Regions from separate parts of the Mus musculus genome. Here region 2 is linked to region 1. A link is a contact called in public promoter capture Hi-C data. All regions are on one chromosome and are shown on one strand. Each heading gives the region's core, a stretch centred on a gene start, on an enhancer-like site or on the middle of the called end of the contact. The rest is flanking DNA. Distances are from core to core; before and after follow the strand shown.

What was found. Promoter capture Hi-C pulls out the DNA fragments that hold promoters and counts their contacts.
Region 2: a promoter capture Hi-C map of embryonic stem cells shows a contact between it and region 1, with 2.4 times the contacts expected there. The contact joins the promoter of Mrm2 here to the promoter of Uncx in region 1. A contact is called at or near these places in 2 of 39 promoter capture datasets (embryonic stem cells and hippocampal neurons) and 1 of 115 datasets of contacts at active chromatin or transcription factors (fetal liver).

Annotation. Positions count from the first base shown.
Region 1 is chr5:139,541,276-139,545,927 of GRCm38.p6, reverse strand. It overlaps Uncx (UNC homeobox), which reads right to left and starts at 2,030. Exons shown (of 3, transcript NM_013702.3): 1 at 1,649-2,030; 2 at 1,298-1,473. The coding sequence starts at 1,934. It overlaps 4930500L23Rik (RIKEN cDNA 4930500L23 gene), which reads right to left. Exons shown (of 4, transcript NR_040701.1): 4 at 4,589-4,652.
Region 2 is chr5:140,329,820-140,334,747 of GRCm38.p6, reverse strand. It overlaps Mrm2 (mitochondrial rRNA methyltransferase 2), which reads left to right and starts at 2,850. Exons shown (of 3, transcript NM_026510.1): 1 at 2,850-2,895; 2 at 3,479-3,768. The coding sequence starts at 2,888. It overlaps Nudt1 (nudix (nucleoside diphosphate linked moiety X)-type motif 1), which reads right to left and starts at 2,888. Exons shown (of 5, transcript NM_008637.2): 1 at 2,793-2,888; 2 at 2,275-2,325; 3 at 129-293. The coding sequence starts at 280.

The sequences.
Region 1 (4,652 bases), core at 781-3,280:
ACCACCAGCCCCCCCCCCCCCCTTGAGAGCAGGGATGTTCTGTAGTCCTTCCTGCTCTCAGCAGGTCTTGTCTGGGACAGCCAAGAAGAATTTAAAGATCACAGCAGCTCCCAAGACCACCACCGCTCCCTGGGCCAAGGACCTGGGCAAGGCTACCATGCCTTGCAGAATGTAGCAATGTAAAGGCTTTGTTGTGGCCCGTATAAAGTTAGCAGGATTGCACAGCAGACCTGCTCCAAGGGAGCCTGGTTTGTGCAAAAGTCTCTGAGACTAAGCCAACACCCTGGGAAGCTTTCTCTTTTCTTTTTCAAAACTTTTTTTTTTTTTGGAGGGGTGCAATTTCCAGATTACTTCCTCATCAGAAATTTCTATCATATTAGAGGGGATATAAAAAAGATTCGGACTTCACTTAAGCCACAGAACAATTTGGAGAGAGGGATTTTTAAACAGATGAGAGCAGGCCAAAGCCCAGGACCCAAATATTTCAGGCAAAGCTATGGCGCTAAACTGGTATTTTGCCAGCGTCTGCCTCCACCCCAGGCACCCACTAATAACACAGACCCCAAGGTTTCTGTATTCTAGGAAAGCATCTATTATGCAGACATTAATTCTGGAATTTTATTACGCCAAATTAACGCTGCTTTTTTTTTTTTTTTAATGAATACTGCTTCCTGACTCCTCATGAAATCGAATAACGAAGAGGTTGGGGAGGGAGGAATTTAATGGAGAAGAATCTTAAATTCAGATGCCCTTTTTTTTAAGCCCCCTCTTTTCCAATGTGTTAACCGCGAAAGTTTCCACCTACTCTCCCACAAATGCACCCCCCCAGCGGCTGTTTGTAAGACGATGGATAAATGCATGTTTCTATCTTAATATTTCACAAGCCAGAAATAAAGCAACAGATCTGTCAGCTTCGAGGATGGGAGAAAGCCTCTGTCAAGAGCGCCCAGGCCAGGGCCCACTTTGTCCCCTCCTGGAGGGCTTTTCGAGCCTCGGCAGCCTTTCCAGACTGTGCGCCGCGGCCGCAGCCAACCTACACCCGGCTTCCCCGAATCGAACGCAGTCACTGCAGTGGCTACTGGGGCGCCACCAGGATCTCTCCCCAATCACCTCGGCACTCTCAAGTTACTCACCTCCAGATGGGAGAAGGGGTTCAACCCTCATAATCCCCACCATGGCCAGCAGCGCGGAGCCTGAAACCACCTCCCCGCCACTTAGAACAAAGGTGGCCCTGCCTCACCGCGCTCTGCACGCCTAGTGCGGGATCTCGGACTCCTTGGGCGACACCAATCTTTACCTGAACTCGGGACTCGACCAGGTCCAGGCGCAGCGCCAGCGCCTCGCGCATAAACACGTCCGGGTAGTGGCTCTCATTGAACGCCTTCTCCAGCTCCTCCAGCTGCCAGCCGGTAAAGTTGGTGCGGGTGCGTCTCCGTTTGCAGCCGGGGCTCTCCTTGTCTGGATCCCCCGAGTCTGCGGGCATGCACAGGACGCTGCAAGGCTCAGCCACCTGGCAGATGCTTGTCCCGCTTGCACCCACCTCGGGTGCGGGGTGCACGGAGGAGTGGGTCGCTATTCTCCGACGGCCTGGTGCACCCCACCCCGAGGCCCCCCGTTGTGTTTCCCCGTGTCCCCGCCTCCAGCCTACCTGCAAGCTTGAAGGGCTGGCTTTCGCCGGCCACCCCGCAGGCAGCCGGCAGCAGCGGCGTGGGGTTGACCACCGAGGCGGCGGCTGCAGCGCACGAGCCGCTGAGCAGGCCGTCGATGGAGAAGGGCACCGAGGCCGCGGCAGCGGCGGCGGCGGCCGACTGCAGCTGGTGACCGGCCAGCTCGTACACGTGGTGGTGGCCCAGCGGGTAGGGGAAGCCCACCACGCCGCCCAGCGAGCCCCCGAACTGGGCATGCGGGTGCTCCAGGAGGCGACCGTCCATCATCTCGCGCGCGGGGCTGGCGGGGCGCGGGGGCGCGGACGGCGGCGGGGACAGGGGCCCGGAGCCCTACACATGCTTCGGCCCGCGCTCCGCCGCTTTACTTTATCAACATCAAGCTCTCGATAATTAGCCGCGGCCCGGGGAATTTGGGACCAATAAGAAGCGCTAATCGGCTCTGACGTCAGAGGCGTGCTGGGTGCAAGGAAACGTTTTCCATATCGATTGCTAATTATACCTGACACGCACCTCCATAAACAGTATCAGGAGCTGTCACAACAAGACGGGGTGGGGAGGGAGGGGCACCGCCGCGCTCGGCCGGCCGGGGGCCCCCGGCGAGCCCCCCACTCCTGCTCCCCGCCGCTCCCGCCCCTCGCCTCCTTCTAATAGATTTCCCTTTAAAACATTCGCCGGCGTGTTGTGGGGATTTTTCACCAGAAATGCTGTACTCTCTGAACCTTTAAAGTGATGTTGCTCCAATTACAGAGAGACATTGAGCGGCAAATAGACTGATCCAATAATGGGAGATTCATCATCCGCTCTTTCCGAAACTGTCACATTGAATTTAAAACTACAAGGGCTTCTCTACCAGCGGCCTCTCCCGGGCTGCGGGCTGCCGCGAGCGGCGGAGGGAGGAGGAGGGGGAGGAAGAGAGGAGGAGAGGAAGGGGAGAGAAGTGTCCCGACGAACTGGAAGACCAAGGGGAAGAAAGAGGAGGAAGAACAAGCCCAGGAGGGAGGGGGAGAAAGGAAAGGTTTGGGGGAGGAGGAGTGCAGAAAGAGAAAGGGAGGAAGGAGAGGAAGTGGATGGAGAGGAGGAAAGGATGGAGGGGAGGGGAGAAGAAGAAAGGGAGGAGAATGGAGGAGGAAGGAGAAGAAGTAATGGGGGAGAAAGGAAGGAGAGAGGAGTGGAACCAGAAGCGATGGAAGGACAGAGAGAAGCGAGAAGAGGAGAAGAGAAAGCGGGGAGGATAAAGAGAAGGGAGAATGAAAACGGAGAGTGGAGAGAAGGGGAGGAAGGAGGGGAACAAGGCAGAAAAAGAGAAGAAAGGGAGGGAAGTGGGACTAGATGGACGGAGAGACCAGAATGAAAGGGGGAGGGGAGAAAGGGAGAGGAGAGGAGGGGAAGGGGGGGAGAGAAGAACCTCCAAACAGTGATCCAGCCAAATGCGGCCCCCACCTATAAGGAGTCTAACCCGACGCCCTCCTCCTTGATTGGCAGTTACCCCATCAATATAGACAGGGTGGTGGCAGCTGGGGCACCCTAACCCCACTTAACTCCCACACATATGGGTCCTGGATGCCAGCCCAGAGGAGGAGGGAGCATGGAAGGAGGAAGGACAATGGTAACTTCAGGATAGTGACCAATGGCCCACGCATCCCTTCAAATAAATAAATAAATAAATAAATAAATAAATAAATCTCCCTCTGAGTCAGCTCTGAAGAATGGGTTGGAGGCACTAACCCATCTATTATAATTAAATTATGTTCGCAGTGAGATGCCATTCCCTTCTCCACTGTAAAATATTGATAGTCTCAAAAACTAAATCATTAGGGGACATATCCTTAAATAAGCCGCAAGCACGGACTGTGAGCAGAGGTGGACGCAGCCAGGATGGATGGGGATGGAGGATGGGGATGGGGGATGAGGGATAGGGATGGGGGATGGGGGAGGGGGATGGGGGATGGGGATGGGGGATGGGGATGTATCCTTTGTAAAAGCAAGTTTGTCACTGGAGAGATGGCTTTTTGCTGACTCTAAATTTGTAGGCAAAGTACTCTGACCGCCTGCCCCAGAAGGAAGCCTGATCATCACAACCCCAGGGCACAGTGACAAGTTTGCTTTGGCAAAAGTAAGGCCTAAGCAGGAAGAAATGGGACAGGCCAGAATGGTGTGTGCCATGTCTCTCTCTCTCTCTCTCTCTCTCTCTCTCTCTCTCTCTCTCTCTCTCTCTCTCTCTGTGTGTGTGTGTGTGTGTGTGTGTGTGTGTGCCCTGACCCACTGAGCTGGCAGAGAGGGAACCAGACTGCCCTTGGGGTGGTTCCCCCAACACTCATGTCCGGGCCTGGACCCCAGCCGGACTACAATCGGGCCTCGCTTCTAATCTACAGTGACTGGACTACCAAATTGGACTTAATTACTCCCTCCCTCTGTCTCTGAAGGAGCGGGGAATGTACAGAGTTGGAGACAGGCCTGGAGGTGGGGGGACCCCTCTCCCCGTGACACTAGAAGGGCGCTGCAAGGGTTAATCCCGAGGTCAAGGGCCAAGAGCACTACTTTTCGCTATAATTTAATTTCTTTCGCTATAAATACTACACGTAAACGCTGCCCATCCGGCTCGATTTTGCCCGTGGCCACTGCCGCCTGCTTTTCTGTCGCACTCGCGATCTGGAATGCGCCCGGCGCGTGCTTCGGAATACAGAGCTGTGATCAATCCAGCCCGAGGGGAGGGCAGCAGAGGGGGCGGGCGCCGGCCCCGCTCCTCGCCCATCTCTCTTTATTATAATGAATTAATTCGACTTTATTTATCCCATTTTCTGGAGCTGACAGAATGTTAATTTGAGTTGAAATTTCGCTCGCCTCTCACTCTCTGACCCCTGGCCTTCAGATTGGCGTGTTGTAATAACCTGAATCTTTCAACAGAGGCCCTGATAATTGTTACCTTATTAGCATGCAAATTGTTTAATTAATATTATTATGAAGGAGCGAACAATCCGTCCGTCA
Region 2 (4,928 bases), core at 1,601-4,100, 790 kb before region 1:
AGATCTCCGCGAGTTCAAGGCCAGCATGGTCTACATAGCATCGGTCAGTCTTAAGGGTATATTTCCTACTCTCTTGGGCTTCATCCCCAGCTAGGCTGGCTCTGTGGTCAGACTTCCCTTCTTCTCACCTCTTAGCCCCATCCTCAATGGTCTCTCCTTCCTGCACCTTGCCCCCGAAGCCATTCCAGCGGCCAGCACCAAAGCCCCTCTTCTTCATGCCCAGGAGAACTCGCTGAGGCTGTAGCACTAGCACAAGGGTATAAAGCCTGGAGGTGCTCATGCTCTCCTGGGTCCTGTTAAGAGGATGGGAAAATGTGGTTTGATTGGTCTGTAGTCTGTTAGAGTATGCATCATATGAGTTCTGTTGTGGCCAGGTGGGAGGGAGATACATTCTGGGAGAGGTGGATGGTATGACCTGCTAAATACACAGTCACAGGATATACACCCTGTGGCTTAGCAGGGCATGTACAAATGTGCCTTTGAGGTCCCCTTTTCATTTATATTTTTATGCATGTATATAAGTATGTATGTATGTATGTATTTACAGTGCTGGGGAAAGAACTCAAAGCCTTGAGCATGCTAGGCTAATGCTCTCCCATTGAGCCATACCCCAGCCCCTCACTGGGGGATTCTAGGCAGGGGCTCTACTACTGAGCCATACTCCCAGTACTGAGCCATCTCTCCAGCCCCCAGACAAAGCGTCTTATTTTATTGTTTCCTAGGCCTCAACTGGCTAAGGCAGTATACAGAAACTGGGACCCTCCTAAGAGGCTGCAGTGTATAAGAAAAGGAACTTGAACAAGGGCTGGAGAGATGGCAGTGGTTAGGAGGACTAGCTGCTCTTGCAGAGGACTGTGGTTCCATTTCTAGCATCCACATGGTGGCTCACGACTGTCTAACTCTGTTCTGATGCCCTCTTCTGGCGTCTTTGGGTACCAGGCACACATATAGTATAAATGTTAACAAAACTCCTGTATTCCAGCTGGAGAGATGGCTGCTCAGTGGTTAAGAGCACTGGCTGCTCCTCCAGGGGCACCAAGTTCAATTCCCAGCAACCACATGGTGGCTTGCAATTGTCTGTAATTCTAGCTCCTGGGGATATGGCCCCCTACACAAACATACATGGAGGCAAAGCATCAATGAACATAAAAAATAAATATTTTTTAAAAGCTATACACCACCTCTGGATGGTTTTTTAAAATATTTATTTGTTTGTTTGTTTGTTTATTATATACACTGTAGCTGTCTTCAGACACTCCAGAAGAGGGCATCAGATCTCATTACGGATGGTTGTGAGCCACCATGTGGTTGCTGGGATTTGAACTCAGGACCTTTGGAAGAGCAGTCAGCGCTCCTAACCGCTGAGCCATCTCACCAGCCCCCCAAAATAAATATTTTTAAAACCCTATACGTTCTCGAATAAAAAAATCCAACAACCCTATATGTGCACAATATAAGTTAAAATTTAAAAACAGAATAAGAAGAAAGGGAAAGAAAAGGGACCCGGAAGCTTAGGCCTGGTGCTGAGGTAAGTCAGGAGAAGAAGTGGGCTTAGCATTGGCCTGTGTTCTGACTTGCCTGTGCCTGAGCCTCTGGCTTCCTGACTCAGCAAAGTCAGCCATCTCTTATTAAGCACCGGCTGTATACAGCTGTCTTTCATAGCCACAGGATATCCACAGGATATCTTTCATATCCACAGATACCAGGATACCTTACCCTTCCATGGATACTGGGATTAAAGTATGATGAAATCACTTCTTTGAAATGGCATATTTGCCTGTAACTTACAGACATCCTCCGGCCCACTTTACATGCAAACTATGTAAATTGTTTTCATGTAGGGAGTGATGACAAATGTCCTCACATTCCATACAGATGAGTGATTTGTTTTGCAAGGATTTTAAACGAGACAGAGTTGTGCCATGTTCTCCATTCTGGACTTAAACTCACAATCTTCCCGCTCAACCACCTGAGTGTAGAATGACAGGCGTGCACCAGCGTGCTCAGCTCCTTGTCTCAGTGAAATGAGCAGTGAGGACATAGATTGGAATCAGGTAGAATGGGTGTGGCTATGGCTCTGTTGATTGGCATTGCTTCAAACAGAGTCCCCATACTGTTTCCCTTTGCAATGGAAATGGGAGTGGGTGGGTAGGGGAGTGGGGGGGAGGGTATGAGGGACTTTTGGGATAGCATTGGAAATGTAAATGAGGAAAATACCTAATAAAAAAAGTAAAAAAAAAAAAAAAAAGACTAAGAACAGAGTTTAAGACTTACTTTCTTCGTTTCTGAGGCGAAAACTAGTGCTCCGAGGTCAAATGGCAGAGCCTAGAAGCAAACAAGGGTGTCCTGGTAGCTGTGATAGGTGGTAAATCGGATGTGTGTCAGGGAACTTTGGACAACCTTTGGTCTGAATTGAGGTCAAGTGTTGCAGGTGTTGGAGACAATGCACATGGAGTGCAGAGCCCAGAACCTGCCTGCAGGGGGCACTCTGCAAATGCCGTTCCCTAGCCTCCCCTCCCAGGGGCTATGGCCGGTACAGACAGGCTGCAAACTGCCCATGCATCAGCTTACCGCCCAGGTCCCCTCTCCCTCTCATTTCTGCTCCCTACTCTCTGTAGTTTCCCTGGTCTTCCCGACCTCAGGCCTGCCCAGTACCCCAGTTTTCCTGGTGGGTTTGAAGCTGCTCTCTAGTCCTTCTACCCCTTCTCTCCCCAGATTTTCCCTGGCACCCCACTCCCGACCTCCAGCGTCTCTCCCGCACCCAGATCTCATTCGCCCGGGACCATCCATACCTTCGCGCCCCAGCCAAAGTTTCCCGGGGCGGAGCCTCGCGTTGGAAGCGAGGGCGGGACTTCCGGCGGCGGGAGGAAACCACCAGCAAGCAGCAATGGCCGGGTGAGTGAGTTACGGCGTCTGCCTGCGCTAAAAGGACGTCTTTGCATACAGGAACGGAGTGGATGACAGTAGTAGGGAGCTCAGTGAATTGTGTTGCAGAGGGGTGCTGGCGACCTCCGTCCCGGGGAGCGGGACACGGGTGTACGATGTTTATTCATGTACAGACGTGAGTGAGTGAGGCTTGCAACATAGAAATAGGTGTATGGGCTCCGTGGATAAAGCTGTGCATTCGGGAGGATTGGGGTTCGGATCCCCAGAGCCTACAAAATACTGGACATGTGTGCTGACCAAATGTAACCCCAGTGCTGGGGAGGCAGAGAAAAGGGGTCCCTGGAGAAAGCTGGCGAGATAGACTGGCAGGTTGGCGACCTTACATCAATACATAAGGTAGAGAGCAAGCGAAGGGGACGTCCCTTCTCTACTTTGGACCCCCATACACAGGCAGACACATGTGCACATACATGCTAATACACATGCGTGCATGCATATCGCACATACATATGCAGAAACAAAAAGGTTGAACCAAGACTTTCTTGCCTCTCTGTGTAATGCCCACCCGCTAACTCTTTTTTCGTCATTTCAGGCATCTGAAGCTGGTAGGCGTTCCCCTTAAGGTTCGGAGGTTACACACAGCAGTGTGTCACTACAGGGGCCGGACCGGCGCTGAGCACCTGTGGCTCACGCGGCATCTAAAGGATCCGTTTGTGAAGGCCGCAAAGGTGGAGAGTTACCGCTGCCGCAGTGCCTTCAAACTCCTGGAGATGAATGAGAAGCATCAGATCCTGAGGCCCGGTCTCCGGGTGCTGGACTGCGGGGCAGCTCCGGGAGCCTGGAGTCAGGTGGCAGTGCAGCGCGTCAATGCCACAGGCGCAGGTGGGACCTGCTGGACTCCCAGCTCCTCTGACTACTGCTAGTGAGCAGCTCTTACCTAGAGACATTGTTTGAGGCTCTTTCTAAGTAGGTTTAGAGATGAGAGTTACAGAAATACGACACAGGCTGGGTACAGGACACAGCTGCTAAGTAAAGTCAGGCCCCGCAGGCCTACGAGGTGGAGGCAGGATTAGAAGTTCAGGGTCATCCCAGCTACATGGTATGTCTGTACTAGAGAAAAAAAAAAGGGCAGAGGTAGGGGGTTGGGAAGGGAGCACAGGGTGGTGGTGATGCTATGAAGATGGGTTAGTCAGCAGTGGTTCTCACTCTGGGCTGTGACCCACTGGCTTGGTGGTTGAATGGTGCATGCCGGTAAGGCTGACAAGCTTGAGTTCTCGCCCCAGGATTTACACTGTGGACGGGAGAATTGACACCAGAAAGTTGCTGTGTGGACTCCACAAATGTGCCGTGGCGTGTGCTCACTTGCTTATATACCCTCTCACATACATGATTAAATAAGCAAAATGTTTAAAAAAGAACAAAGAAGAAAACCACAGGAGTTGGCGGACAGCCTGGGTTCGCACTATGTCCCTTTCTCTAAACAAAACAAAAAGCCCCAGAAAACTAAACAATAATGGCTTCCTTTGCTTTCTGTTGCTGTCATAAGCACCATAACCAGACACTGTGAGTAGGAAAAGGTTTCCACCTGGGCTGGGGGTCTGGGCCCTGTAAGAAAGCAGGCTCTTCGAGCCAGGGGAGCAGGCAGGCTGTGCGAGCCAGGGGAGCGGGCCAGTCAGCAGCACCCTCCATGGCCTGTGCATCAGCAGCTCCTGCCTCCAGGCTCCAGCCTTGATTGAGTTCCTGTTCTGGCTTCTTTCAGTGACAGTGATATGGATGTGTAAGTCACGTAACCCCCTTCTTCTCCAACTGGATTTTTGGTTATGGTGTTTCATCACAGCAGTAGAAACTCCAAGACAGCAGGGTTTGGGGACAGGACTACTAATGTGTCCCTGAAGCCTAGGAGCTCTTGGAGGTCCCACTGGGGCCACTGGATTCCTTACTCTGGGAATGTGATAGGCTGTGTACTGTGTGTGTGTGTGTGTGTGTGTGTGTGTGTGTGTGTGTGAAATGGTGCCCAAATAGGAAAGAGAAAAAGCGAAAAA